Linked DNA regions of Sus scrofa: region 2 is linked to region 1. The links are chromatin contacts, called in public HiChIP or PLAC-seq maps. All regions are on one chromosome and are shown on one strand. Each heading gives the region's core, a stretch centred on a gene start, on an enhancer-like site or on the middle of the called end of the contact. The rest is flanking DNA. Distances are from core to core; before and after follow the strand shown. Region 1 has its middle 220 kb from the start of PPARGC1A. Region 2 has its middle 310 kb from the start of DHX15.

Region 1 (7,409 bases), core at 1,891-4,390:
AGCTCATGGATTCTAAAAACATGAACTAAAGGCCTAATGTGTGTTAGCAATGGGGCTGGGTGCTAGGAATGAGAGGTGAGGAACCGTTGAGGCCCTCACTGTCCTGTGAAGGAGAAAGCCAGGCAAGTAAATCAACTTAGCCACAGTATCACCTGAGCTACGGAGAAGGGAGGATGCTGGTACAGCCTCAGGGCTCCATCCATCCCAACCCCCAGGATCGACCAGGTTCGGCGCCAGGAGTTCCGCTCTTATTGCAGTGTCCTTGGAGAAGGTCAACATGCAGACCCGGCCCCAGACCGTGGTATATAATCTAGGCTTAAGGCTTTGGGTGGTAGCATTTTTATTTTTTTATTTTTATGTTTTGGCCACACCCATAGGACGCAGACGTTCTCAGGCCAGGGATCAAACCCTTGCTCGCCACAGTAGTAACCAGAGCCGCAGCAGTGACAACACCAGCTCCTTAACCCACTGAGCCACCAGGAAGCTCTGGTAGCGTTTTTTAATAAAATAGTTTCTGGGAGTTCCCGCTGTGGCACAGTGGGTTAAGAATCTGACGACAACGGCTCAGATCCCTGAGGAGGTTCAGATTCAACCCCCCACCCTGGCACAATGGGTTAAAGGATCTGGCACTGCCTCGGCTGTGGCTTCAGTCACAGCTGTGGCTCAGATTCAGTCCCTGGCCCAGGAACTTCCATATGCCATGGATGTGACCATAAAAATTTTTTTTTTAAACAAAATACTTTCAGAAGTGTTTCAATGGGAATGAGGACCACTGCACCAACAAGAAGACTTCACAGCACTCTAACCTATGAACTCTTTTTTCTCTTTAGTTTCATCCAAATCCAAATATCTAAGGATGCAGACAAGACACTGATGCCTACACAAACTAACTCTTCTCTGCTAGATTCCAGTCAAATATGTGTATAAACAGAGAAATTTGGGGGCAAAGGTTCTTCTGACCTAATAGCCCCAAGGTGTTTCCCCAAAGGCCCCCTTAGGGGCTGACCACTCAGAGATCAGCAGAGATGTCTTTCTAATGGCACTTAACAAAGAGCATTGCTCTGGAAAACTGCCTTTCTTAAAGACAGAGGGACGGGAGCACACGCAAGCAAAGAGATTTAAAAATGCAGCTGCACAGCTCAGGAAAGTCTACTCCATAGTTGGAAACAGCCTATATGGGAAAAAAGAATGGACATGTTTAGGTGTGTGAGTGATTACGCCTGAAACTAATACAACATTGTTAAGTGAACTATCCTTCAACAAAACTTTTAAAAATAAAAATAGGAGTTCCCGGCGTGGCACAGCGGAAATGAATCTGACTAGGAATCATGAGGTTGTGGGTTCAATCCCTGGCCTTGCTCAGTGGGTTAAGGATCTGGCGTGGCTGTGGCGTAGGCGGGGAGCAACAGCTCCGATTTGACCCCTAGCCTGGGAACCTCCATATGCTGCAGGTGTGGCCCTAAAAAGACAAAAGACAAAAAAAAAAATAATTAAAATTTTTTTTTAAATGCAGCTTCTTTTGAAAGGCTTAGGGATAAGTAGGGACTGCGTTTCTTGGATTTGGGCAGAACGAGAGCCATTCGGGACTTTCTGATTTCTACCTCCTTGGGAGACATCTTCCAGTGCTTCCAGCTGTAGCTGCATCTCTCAGGCAGAGTTGCGGGCTGCTCTTTATTGGGGAATGGCAGAGGAGGCAGACAGCAGAAGGCCTCTTCTCCAAGAAGCAGCCACAGAGATGCAAACGATTGCCTTTGGAATCGATAAGCAAAGAGATCCTGTTGTGTAACACTGGGAACCACATCTAATCACTTATGAGGGAACATGATAAAGTGAGAAAAAGAATGTGTATGTGTATGAGTGACTGGGTCACCTTGCTGTACAGTAGAAAATTGACAGAACGCTGTAAACCAGCTCTGATGGAAAACATAAAAATCATTAAAAAAATAAATATTTACACACGCACACACACACACCAAAGCAGCCACAGGAAACATAGGGACAACTGTCAGCGTCCTTGCAACTTCCCACCTGAGGGGAAGGTTGCCACCTTTCCTCAAACAACACTAGACATGAGGACCACGAGCAGATCAGAAACCAAAACAAGCCACGGCCCCCCTGTGGATGGTTGTGGAAACATGGTAAATACATCAAACCAGGGGCCTGAATCGTGTCTCCGCTCTGGAAGGTTCCCCGGCCCCACCCTTTGTCACCGTGGTAGACACAGAAGCTAAAGGATGTTGAGTGTTTGCAATGTACCACGGGCTTCAATTTTTGAAACAATTCCCTACGATAGTATCATCATCTCTCCTTTGCTGATAAGGAGACGAAAGCAGGAACACGCTGAATCCCTTTCCAAAGGGCTCATGGCTCCCAAGGAGGGAATCCAGGACCAAGTAGATGATTCCAGAGCCCATCGTGGGAGCCACTCTCTCGGCTGCCGGCCCTTCTTCATCAGCGCCGCCCCTGGCAGAGACAGCCAGTGATGGCACCCGCGCCAGATTGAAGACACCCCAGGGACTATTCCAAGCCGCATCCCGGGATGCTAATAATATAGGGATCACCCCAAACACATGCAAACAATGGATGCCGAAGGCGTGTGGGAAACGCACAGACATGAAAGAACACCTAAGACTGAGAGGGGAGCCCTCCAGCACAGAGCCCTCGGGCTTACGGCTGAGGCAGGAAGCCCTTGCCTCTCCTTCTGGTCCACTGGGTCCTCACAAAGTCGTTTGCTTTTAACAAGCACTTAATGCCTTCTTTACAAAAAAGAAGGGGAGAAAAAGGAGGCTCGTAACCATATAATAAACCGGAATTCTAGCTGCTGCTCTGATGCCATGTGGTATTTTTGGCTGCGCGTCCTGCTCTTCTGGATTCCGATGGTAGGGTTGCTCCAGGAACGCAGGCTGGCTGCTGTCCCCAAAGGACCCCGAGGAGAACAAGAGGAACGAGCTCGCTGTCTTCAGCAGACAGGGGAGGTTTAACATAAATAAACTCCCACTTAACGTTTTCTCCAAAAAGAATCCATTCATTATCTTTATTTCCGACACAGTATTTATGAATTTCCTTTCAGCCGGGCCCACCGGGGCAAAACGTCACAACTCTGTGGTGAAATATCATGTGCGTGTGCTTCTCCTCCCAGTTAGATTAAGGCCAATGAATAAAAGAAAGGGGGAGGTGGCCCCTATATTTAGCTCTCCTTCCAACATCATGTCTCACGGGTATTAAAAATAGACCCAAATCACTTGAAGACATTCTGCAAAATCAAAGGCAGAAGAGCTTTCCAAGAGGAAGTTTTAAATGTGGGGGGGTTTGTTTTGTTTTGTTTTGTTTGCTTGCTTTCTCGTTGAGATTTTTTTCAGGAGCAAAAGCCTTGGTGCGCACCCCCACCCCACCCCACCGTCCTAGGAGGCAAGCGCACCACCCCCTCAGCTTCAGTTCTTTGTGGACTGGATTTTAAGAGAAATCCGAGCTGGCCCTTGGCAAAAAGTGTGAAATAGTCTGTGTAGAGCAATTCTCCGCTGTCGACAACCTTTTCCTCCACCTGGAGTCCTGACGCTCCCAAGGTCCCTGTCAGGGAGGGAGCAGCTCAGATTCAATTCGCTGAGCAAATATGTGTTATTTGTGATGGGCCAGGCACAGTGCCAGGCAGGGCAAAGTGGACAGAGGGGAGCAAAGGATGGAACGCCCTTGTTAGAGAGCCTGCCAGGCAATTCCGTGAATTAAGCAGAGCTTCCAGAGCATCACGGGCAACACAATTCGAAGAAGAGAGAGCTGCCGTCTTGCTGGAAGGTATCGGCATGGATGTCATGCTGGAGGCGGCATGTGAACCAGTGAAGACAGGGCGGGGATGTGAGGCTCAAAACGCATGAGCCCAGATGTGGAAGAAGATCAGGAATTAGCTCAGTGTTAACACCTCTTCTCAAAAATATAGGCCTGGTAGCCACCAGGAAACCACCTTTTTAGAACCAGTTGGAGAAATCATGTAGAACTTAAGAATGCAGCCCTTCTCAAATCCTGCAGTTCATCAGTTGTATAACTTGGGGCAATTACTTCCCTTCCCTGGGTCTCACTTTCTTATCTAAAAAATGGGGATCACACCCCATTGGGCTAATGTTCTCTGAGGTCATAATATGCATGTATAACACTCGGTCTAGGGTTATGACTCAAAGAAAGGGTAGGACTCAAGTGGGAGCTAGTTAAATTGGATCATATTCCAATATGCCTCTAACCACCTGGACCACCCACTCTCCCGGCAGAAAGCCTTTATAATATCAGGGTCCTGTGAGAGTAAGATCGTGTGTCCATTGCTTTCGCAAACATCTCGTTTGCAGACTACTTGGTGGCTCAAGCCACTTTCCAAAGGAAACTTTCCATTGGAAACTGCCATGACCAGTTTCCAATTACCGAAGCAAATGAGCCACCTTGGGGGGAAAACTAATTTAATTGGCTTTGATGTCAATCCATGACAGTCAAGCTCATCACACTCTGGAATCCCACATACGGAGTCTAGTGAAAAGCAGACGAGCATCTCCTGGGCTAGGGTAAGAGGGGGACGAGCCGTGAGGAAGTTAACAGCGAGGGAACAGAAATAGCAGGGGTGAAAATCCATGTGTATGGAAAAGCGCAGTGTTTCTCAAACTTCCGTGTTCCCACGGATCCCCTGGGACTCTTGCTCAAGTGAAGACTCAGATGCAGCAGGGCTGAACCAGAGCTCCCGGGGGGCATCTATGTTGTTGGTCCCTGGACCACAGTGAGAACAACAAGGGAATGGTGTTTCCTTTGGACCTAAGAAAGGACTAAGAGGGAAAACCAGGAGAGCCCCCAGTGAAAGAGGGGCAACTTGAAGAAGAGTCATGTCCAAACGAGATGGCAAGAGTACCACCAGGTGATCTGAGAGGCAGCCAAGCCAGAGATGTAAATACAGAGACACCATGTCCAAGGGGAAGGTTTTCAGAGCAGAAGAGGCCCCAGCGCACGAAGCTCCAGTGCATTACTCACACTGGCTGTGAGTCACTCACAGCCTTTTAGAATTGTTGATGGCAAACATTTTGGAGAGCGCAGCGATAAAGGAATGTGCTCACAGCCATTAACTATGGAGCACTAACTCATTTCAGCAGTCTGACACAAATTATGCTCCGCACTTGAAAAACAGCTATTGATCAGTCCCTTCCTTCTCGGGCCTTCCAATACTCCAGATCAGCACTTCTATTCACTTCCCGCCCCACAGATGCCTTCACACACCTCATTAGATCCTTCCCAAACCTGAAAATGTCCCCCGAGACCTCAGTCCACTTTCTTCTAGATTTCGCTTTTGAAAAACAAGCCAAGACAGGGGCAAACCAAAGACATCTCTTTTCATTTCTCCACATAGCTGCTTCGTAGGAATGTCCCAATGTCTTTTATTTTCTCTCCTCATTATAGACACCAAGGCAACAAATCAACTGATCTATCATGGCCTGGGCTAGAAGATAAAAAGCTAAGAGGGCATGAAAAGGACAGAATATAGAATTAACCTTTAAAGAATTAAATCAGCTTCAGAGCAAATTGAGTAGTAATACTCTGAGCACCTTCAAGTAGTAGCTGGAGTGTTAGGAAGACAAAAGGAAACTCATGGTCCCTCCAGTTAGAGTAATGCATCTTCCCTCGTCTCTCTCATAATCCCAAGAAAAACTGAGGAAGCATGTAGGTCTTCTGGGGCAGATGGACTGCAAAGATGGATGCCCCCATCTCTCCGCCTCTCTCCACCCAACGCCCTTTGCCATATGGCTCTGCAGCTTCTTCCATGGAGAAGTGGGGTCTAGCTCCCCAGTGCTGAAGCTTGGCTGCCTTATCTCTTGTTCTGCCAATAGAATGTGGTGGAAGTAACAGTGCGAGTGTGTGATCCAAGCCTTGTGGCCCATGCACAGTTGTACTCACTCTCTTTGTCTTCTGCCTTCAGCAAGAGAACAAGCTTGGGCTAACTCACAACAACTTAGAGCAGAGCCAAGGTTATCCGCTGCCTTGACTTGCCAGCCCCCAGCTGGCCCACCAGCTGGGCCAGGCAGAAGAGGGAGCCCAGCTGAGCTCATCTAAGCCTGCCTTAAACCAGTAGAACTATAGAGATAACCCCATGGACTACCATGAAATAATAAATAGCAGTTGTTTCAAGCCACCAAGTTTTGGAGATCTTGGTGATACAGCATGATCTGGAAATAAATAAATAAATAAACAAACTGAAATAGCTCCCTTTGAAAAAGCCATGATAAAGAGTCCAGGTATACAAATAATTCCAACAGGATATCGGCTTTCCTCTGACAAAATTATTAATGAACATAAATACATTGTAATAACATAATTGCATCATTTATAAAGCTAAAAGCACATTAGGGATTAGATAATAAAAATACATTTCTATATTGGTTTTCATTTTTCAAAGGGTTTAATCTATTCATTAACAGACTACATGAAATTATGCAAGTTTTTCAAGTTCACTAGACTTCAAATTTGGCTGGTAATTCCTTCTTTTGTGCTTTTGTTTGTCCATGATTACAATGAGCAGAGTTGTGAGTTGGGTACTTATGGGGGCTCTTGAGAAGAATAACACAATAGTCCCTGATCACAAATCATTTCCATCTAGCAAAGTTGACAAAAGTACACATTCACCCTTAATGCATCACAGAAAGATGTTATATTCTTGCTGACATCTCTCTCATCTTGAATCTTACCCATCTTTTCAGGTCCAGATGAAGAGGTCCTTTTCTCTTTTATCTTCCCTAAGGCTCCTCTTATTTGCCCCTTCCCCAGCCATAAGTAAATACTCGCAACTTTCAAAACACTTTTTGGGAGGTCTAGAGCAGGTTCAGGCAATAATCCAGGGAAGTCTCAAAATTTAAGGTTAAAAAAGAAGCTTTGGAGTTCCTGTCATGGTGCAGCGGAAGAGAATCCAACTAGGAACCATGAGGTTGCAGGTTCCATCCCTGGCCTCGCTCAGTGGGTTAAGGATCCGTCACTGCCTTGAGCTGTGGTATAGGTCGCAGACTCGGCTTGGATCCTGTGCTGCTGTGGCTCTGGTGTAGGCCAGTAGCTGTAGCTCCGATTAGACCCCTAGCCTGGGAATCTCCACATGTAGTGGCTACAGCCCTAAAAATCAAAAAAAAAAAAAAAAAAAAAAAAAAAAAAAAAAGCTTTGTATCAGATTGATCATGAAAGTCCTTGAATATTGGTTCCAGAGTGTGTACTTGATTCTGTGGGCAAGAGAGAGCCACAGAGAGCTTCTGAGACAGAGAGTGACACAATCAAACCTATGGTTCAAGAAGGTTGAACTTGAATTGCCTCAGGTCCTTACTGAAAGACCGTGAAGGTCCCAGAGTGATGGACATTCAGCAAGGATGAGACAGTCAGTTGCAGATTCTGTGTAGAAGTGAAACAGG
Region 2 (7,565 bases), core at 1,844-4,343, 140 kb after region 1:
GCCAGCTAGTGATGCCCAGCTCTGACCCCAGCCCTGTGCTCCGTGAAAGATAACTTGCTGTGCTTTGGAATTGTCCTGTGGCTCTTCATGCCTGCCTGCATGTGTGGTGGCAATTTCCCTACCCGGAACACCAGCCTGAAAGAGGCCCACTCTTATTTCACAAGGACTCAGACCTTCCCTTCTCTAGAAAGCTTGCTGTGGCCTCAGCGGCGGGGTCCCTTGCTCCATCCTCAGCCCTCAGACAGCATTTATTTCAGTGTATTCTCTCCATCCACTGATTGGATCTGGTCTGTATCTAACCGTGACCAAGCCTGTGCATTTATCCCCTCGACAGCTCTGGAGATCCCTTGGACAGCCTTGGTCTTAAGACAAAGACCAATATCCACAGCCCCCAAAGCCCTGCTGAGGGCAGCCACCTCTGCCTCCTGACTCCACCCCTGCAGGCCTCTATCACTCCCTGTGTCCTCAGGTTTGCTCCTGTTTCAGCACATTCCAGCCACCCCCCCCCCCATTGGGCTGCTAACCCCACCCCTCCTCTTCCAACCAATTTTCATTCCTACTCATCTTCACCACTCGGAGAAAACAGCCTGTTTGATGTAGAAACCATTCCCTTTTCCACCCAACTCTCTACGCACAAAACCACTTCCTTTCTCTCATTACACTTAAGTTAGTGCCACCTTATTATATATTTACTAAGGTGAAATTTTGATTACTGTCTTTCTCTTCCATTAGGCTGCAAGCTCCGCTGAGGGTTGAGATGGTGTCCTTGCTCCATTGTATCCCCAGCTCCTAACAAGGTACCTGGTTCATTGGGATGACTCATAAATGGTTGTTGAATGAATAAATGATTTACATCCATGAAACATCTCACCGTGACCATAATGCCCTCCTTGAGGGCAGAAGCTATATGTAATTCATATTTGGGTCCCGGCATAGTTGGGTCCACAGGAACCCCCACAGCTGGGTTGATAGAATATTGGGTGCAGGTACAGGGAGGCAGACCTCTAAGCCCCTAACAATTAGAAAGAATGCTTCAACAATTAAGCATCCTCCTTCCCATAAGCGTGAACGCCTCATCTCTAGAATCATTCAAGGAGGGAAGAGATGGACCGTGTCAGAAACGGTCTAGAAGCAATGCAACCAATGGGCTCGACGAACTGTCAAATCCTTTCCAACCCTCGGGTTCTACGGTGCAACTAGAAAGGATGAGAAAGAGAGTGGATGCAAAGAAGAGGGACCTGCAACATGTGAGGGACACCGCAGCACCCTCCCCCGAGAAAAGAGCGTTTCAGAACAAACTGGAAGAATGGGGTTTTGCCAAGCATTTCTTAATTGGCGGCAGGTAGCAGCAGCCTTGAGAGGCTCTGTAAAATATGCGAGTGATGGCTGAAAAGGCGGTGTTAAAGATTACAGACTTCACTCCCTGTCTGATGTCGACTTCGTTCTTAGCCTGGCCCTTCTTTCTAGATTTAGATACAGCTCAAAAGAGACTCAGACTTTGAAGACCCAGGCAGAAAATTGTGCGAGTCACATGGAGTCATTTCGACGGTTTTCTCAGCTGTTTCCTAAGAAAACAGATTTAACATTTGTCACCTTCCTTCCCGAATAAGGAAAGCGATTTCACTTTCTCCCGAAGCAAAAAAACCACAAGGTGGATTTGGCATTTTGTTGAGGGCAGGGTGGGGTTCAGATGAATGGTGTGTGGAGGGTTTCTTTGTTTTTACAATCATTCAATCCTTACACACCCATGCAGGAAGCTAAAGGGATTGCCCACGCCTCTTCCTGGGGCTTCCTAATTGAATGATCCCACCACGAAACTGTTCTCCTCTATTCCCCTCACCGCTTCTCTTTCCATTCTCCCTGTTGCACATCTTGGGCCATAATTAGTTTCTGGAATAGAAGAATGGCTGGGGGACAGAAGAGAAGGGAACGAGAAGAAGGAAGAAACCAGAAGTGGGCAACACATGATGAAAAGGGCTTTTTTTTTTTTCTTTGTATGTCTAAATTGACAGTCAAAGTATTTCCTCTATCAGGTCAGGTCATCAGACCAGCAATTCTTGAGCATGTATCATACACTATATTCTTTATACATATTAGGTCGCTGATTTCCAATTACCTTATAAGTGATGCAGTATTGCGCTTACGTAACAGGCGAAGAAGTGAAGGCTTAGATCGAAGCTAAATAGCTTGTCCAGAGTCACATTAGCGAGTGACAGTGAGGGCTGGAGCCCAGATGCAAACCCAGGTTGTCTGCCTCCAAATCCAGTTCTGACACCTATATCCTTACAATCAAAGAGAGAGTTAGGGAAATTGCTCATGAACAATGACCCAGGCAGTCATCACACTAGATCAACCAGGGGCGATTTTTGCTCCCGAAGGGACCCTGAGGAATGTGGTTATCACAATGGGTCAATGCAACTAGCGTCTAGTGAACAGAGGCTAGAAATGCTCCAAACAGCATACCATCCACAGCACAGCCCCCACAATGAAAAATGATGAGGTCTGAAATATTAATAGCATCACGCCCAAGCTCAGAGACTGCACCAGAGGCTCCCATTATTATGTAAAATGGGTCCTCTGCCACCAACCCCTGACCTTCTGTGCTAAACAGGAGAACAGATCCTAACTCACAGATATACAGTGACGTGTTTAACCAGGTCTGGAGCTGGCCATTTTTAAGAATGGGGTGGCGGGGGGAGGGGGGGATGAGAAGGAAGAAAAAGAAAAGAAAGAAGAAAAAGGAAATGAACAAGAAAAGGAGAAGGAGAAAAGTAACATTAGAAACCCACAGGGCGGCATTCAACAGCTGGATCACATTACATGGAACTCCGCCCCAGTGACAGCACAACAGGCTGCTTTTGTGTCTTCATGAATAACGCAGTGCGCTGGGCAAATGCGTTTCCCCATTTAGAAACAGGTAGTTAATGGGAATTGAAGTGATCAAATGCTGTGTACCCCAAGGTTACTTACATCACAGGCCTGGGTGGCCCAGAGCTCATAAATAAAGCATCGGAGTGTCTTATTTTAGGCCTGGGCAGATAAGCAAAAGCTTGCATCATGTGAGCGGAGCTCACAGCGCGACATGACACTGAGCCGGCTCATTCCAGGACCTCTTGGAATGTGACATTTCGAGCACAGTACACCGAGTTCATGCCCTGTGGAAGCTCCGTGGCCCACCATGCCTTAATTTTCCACCATCTCCTTGATGCGGCTGCCGCGAGAGAGGCTGTCGCTGAACTGGACTTTAAACGATGCCAAGCTCATTCCCTACTATGCAGAAGCTCATTGGCAGCCCATTTACAACTTATAACTCTGATTTACTCATTTGCTGGGACGGGGACCACACACAGCTGGACAGCCTGCCAGCTCGCCCAGACCATTCCCTCGGAAAAGGTTTGGCCCCACTTCTAAGCCAGCTTGGCAGCTCAAAAAACAGCTGCCAGACCATGGCGGAATGTGGAGCTGCCTATAAGAAAAGAAAAAGGTCTGTTCTTCGCCTCAAAGTTTTGCACATAATTATGTAATCATATCCCTATTCAGATACTTTGACATAAATTGTGCTTAATTAAATTGTTGCTAATGTGTTGTTTTATTATTAGTTCATGGCTTGTTTGCCAATATCCACCCACATGCCGTGTGCAACACACACACACACACACACACACTGATGCTCAACCATACCAGTGTTGTTGCTTTGAAAATAATGGAAATGTTCTCTGTGAATAATTTCTCTATTTGACAGAATCACAAAATTTTTTCCAAGAGTGCTTATTCACATGGGATACAAATGGCTGGATGAATAACTCTAACGCGATAATTTGCTGTGTTACTGTTTCTTTTCTCATAGACTTCCTATAATCTGATAATATCAATCAAATACTATATGCTCTGCATGAAATAAATTCTCCCTACTACAAAAAAAAAAAAAAAAAAAAAAACAGCTCTCGTAATAAATATGTATTTCCCAGTAATCAGTGTTACGCTGTCTGATTCCAATCCTGGGACCCCGAGAAAATCTCTTCCATATATGTTTGTAAACTTGAATCTGGGGTCTGAATTTCCTACAAGGTTGTATCATGAGTCACTGATGAAAAACCACCACTCAGTCACCATGAGACCACCTTCTGGGAGAAGGGACATTTTTCTCTAATACACATCACCTCTCTTTCTGCACCTGGAATCTGCCCAGGTACCAACTCCTCTGCCTCTCACACTGTTTCTCAAAGTGTAGGCCTCCCAAAACCTTCCTATTAGAAATAGAGGCTGTCATCAGCTTTTTTAGGATGCTTAAAAAACGGAGATTCCTAGATGCCACGCCAAACCGATTAGACCTTGAACCTCGACAGGAATCTGCTTCTTCAACAGCATGTACAGGTGAAATGGGCTTGCTTTCTCCTTTGAGGCTAAAGGAATATGGACTGTTGGGTAGCGGAGAGAAAGCAAAACTATATTATTAGGCAATTTTCCTTGGAACAAGGGATGCAAATGAGATTGTGGAAAATGTGCCCATTAACTCACTGCATTGGAAGTAAATTGATATCAAAAATTTCAGGCTAAAAACCATCAGTTGGCTAATGCCCTAAATCCTCTCAACCTAACCCCCCCCCCCACACACATACACACACAAAAACAAAAAACAAAAATCTGATCTTCAGAAATGACAACCGTCTGGGGTTCCTCCCGTTGTGGCTCAGTGGTTAACAAACCTGACTGGTATCCATGAGGACTCGGTTTAATCCCTGGCCTCCCTCAGTGGGTTAAGGATCTGGCATTGCCGTGAGCTGCGGTGTAGATCACAGACACGGCTCGGATCCCGAGTTGCTGCGGCTGTGGTATAGGCTGGCAGCTACAGCTCCGATGAGCCCCCTAGCCTGGGAACCTCCCACATGCCACAAAAAGGAAAAGGCGTAAAAATGGAGAGAGAAGCATTTCTTCCATGATATACTTTAGAATGGATTTTCAACCAAAAAAGGTTGAAACAAAACTTTTCCTAGATAAAACACCACTTACCGCTCCAGCACTCCAGCGCCAGTTCTATATTTTGCCCGATAATAATCACTTTGGTTTTCTAGCCCAGCTCATCATCATTGTGATGACAGAGTACAGGGACTTTATTTATTTATTTTTTTATTTATTTTGTCTTTTTTTGCCATTTCTTGGGCCACTCCCACAGCATATGGAGGTTCCCAGGCTAGGGGTCGAATCGCCCGAGCCACAGAAACGCAGGATCCGAGCCGCATCTGCAACCTACACCACAGCTCACGGCAACGCCAGATCGTTAACCCACTGAGCAAGGGCAGGGATCGAACCCGCCACCTCATGGTTCCTAGTTGGATTCGTTAACCACTGCGCCGCGACGGGAACCCCGAGTACAGGGACTTTAGCACAAAGTTCCAGAAGAGGCTCAAAGGTAAAATGGTACCATAATTTACACCACAGAGATTCAGCTCTACCTGCAGAATTAGACCTGCACCCACACAGCACCCCCAGGGTTGAAGACTTCAAACACCTCTGTTAACCTGATGCCAGGCAGTTGCTAAGACAGACAAGGGTACGCAGTGTGTTCATTTAGCAACAGTGTGATCATTTATTAATATCTTTCATTAATGTTGTGCTCATGGCCATGGTCATGTGAAAGGAGTCACAGAGGAAGACCTGCGTTTTCTGTCTCTCCGTGCCCCCCATGACACCTAACATCTGGTTGGGCATACAGCTGCGCCCTAAAAGATGCACGAGTCATGATAAGGGCCATCCCATGAGGGTTGTCATCCAACCTTGGTCTGAGGTTACAAAGACCAAGGTAAGCACCTTTTAAACCTTCTGCTTCTTGGAGTGCCCGTGGTGGCGCAGTGGTTAACGAATCCGACTAGGAACCATGAGGTTGCGGGTTCGACTCCTGGCCTTGCTCAGTGGGTTGAGGATCCGGCGTTGCCGTGAGCTGTGGTGTAGGTTGCAGACGTGGCTTGGATCCCGTGTTGCTGTGACTCTGGCGTAGGCTGGTGCCTACAGCTCCGATTCGACCCCTAGCCTGGGACCCTCCATATGCCGTGGGAGCGGCCCAAGAAATGGGAAAAAGACCAAAAAAAAAAAAAAAAACCTTCTGCTCCCAACACCAGGGACCCGGGTTTCCTCCCCACAAGCCTCAGTGCTGAGAGGGCAGCCTTGTGTCACCTGGGCAAAAAGCACATCACCAGGCAGCTCCTTGCAAATTCCGATCTCTTTACCTTGAAACCACAGAGAAGAAAAGTGTCCTACCCTCTCCTAGGGACCATGACACCTCTGCCTAGATGCCAGCTGTGTTGGAGATTTTACCGCGTGGCCCTGGGCAGCTCATTTAACCTCTCCGTGTCTTAATTTCTTCAGCTGGAAAATGAAGATGCCACCTACAGCACGGGCACAGCGTTTCAAGGTTAATGCGCGAAGCTGATATTGAAACGCAACGTTGCAGGAGAAATGTCTAATTCCGGGGAGGAAGTCAGGCACAGCAGTGCACTTCTGGTGGTTATAACATGTGCGGCATCGCGAGGCTGGGCCCTAAGGTTAGTAGCGCACTAAGCCATTCGCAGTACACCACCTGGAGTCTTTTATTGTTATTGCCAAGCGAGGTTGATAAAGCAAACAAAGCAAAGGGTCGGAGCCCTAATTTATCAAAGGTATTGATACGGATCCGATACCGACAGGCCACAGGCCACTTTTAGATGCAGATCAATAAATCCATCTCATAATACAGTGCCGTCCTGGCACTTCATCCCCAAATCCATCCATCTAGATATTAGAAATCCATCCTGCTTTGCCTGCAGTCTGTCAAATGTCACCACAGAGTGCAGACGCCGCCCTGCCAAGTCTATATCCTGAACTAAATCCCAATGGAAACTTCCCAGATATAAATAACCACCAGGAACATACAGGGAAGAAAAATAGCTATGAAGTTTCACTCTTACTTTTTTTTTTTTCCTTTTAGCCCGTGACAAGTAAAAAAATCATAGAGTTACTCGCTCTCCGAAAACAATCTAAAACCCAAAGGTTTAACCAATTCAATTTTCTAGTCACTGTGACAACTATTTTCATCCCCAGAACAGCGCTGGGGGCACGAATACAGGACTAATCCCAGGGTACTTTCACGGGCAAGCCCCGCTGGAAACTCTGAGAGAAGCTTCCGTTCCCGGACTCGCTGTGGGCAAGGGCATCTGATGACTCTCAGAGTCTCTTGCCATGAAGACAGATGCTTTATTTACAGTCAGGGAGGGAGAAACCTGCTACTTGGGAGTTGATTATTGAGATCCTAGGCAATCAGTGGTGAGAAGGTCCAGCTTCAGAGGGAGTGGGGAAAATCCATTCAGGGTTTGCAAGGCCCAGGAGAGCAGCATAAAGAAAATAAAGGGGCGGGGGGGGGGGCAGTGCGATGGACTGGGATTTGGGGTTGGTAGATGCAAACTATTACATTTAGAATGAATAAGCAGTGGGGTCCTATTGTGCAGCACAGGGAGCTACAGCCAGTCTCTTGAGATCCATCATGATGGAAGATAACATAAGAAAGGGAATATATGGAATATATGTATATATAC

The links. HiChIP or PLAC-seq counts read pairs in DNA pulled down with a chosen protein or histone mark.
Region 2: an H3K27ac HiChIP or PLAC-seq map of skeletal muscle shows a contact between it and region 1. The contact joins two enhancer-like sites. A contact is called at or near these places in 1 of 47 Hi-C or Micro-C datasets (fetal heart ventricle) and 1 of 2 datasets of contacts at active chromatin or transcription factors (skeletal muscle).

What each region holds. Positions count from the first base shown.
Region 1 is chr8:18,167,756-18,175,164 of Sscrofa11.1, forward strand. It overlaps a transcript of PPARGC1A not described here. Among named protein-coding and RNA genes, the nearest start is that of PPARGC1A, 220 kb to the left of the region's middle. Within about 2 kb of position 3,141, at least 8 of the 83 cell types and tissues checked have an H3K27ac peak or open chromatin away from gene starts, as enhancers often do. A contact at or near this core is called in skeletal muscle, where this site is marked.
Region 2 is chr8:18,307,923-18,315,487 of Sscrofa11.1, forward strand. It overlaps a transcript of PPARGC1A not described here. Among named protein-coding and RNA genes, the nearest start is that of DHX15, 310 kb to the right of the region's middle. Within about 2 kb of position 3,094, at least 9 of the 83 cell types and tissues checked have an H3K27ac peak or open chromatin away from gene starts, as enhancers often do. A contact at or near this core is called in skeletal muscle, where this site is marked.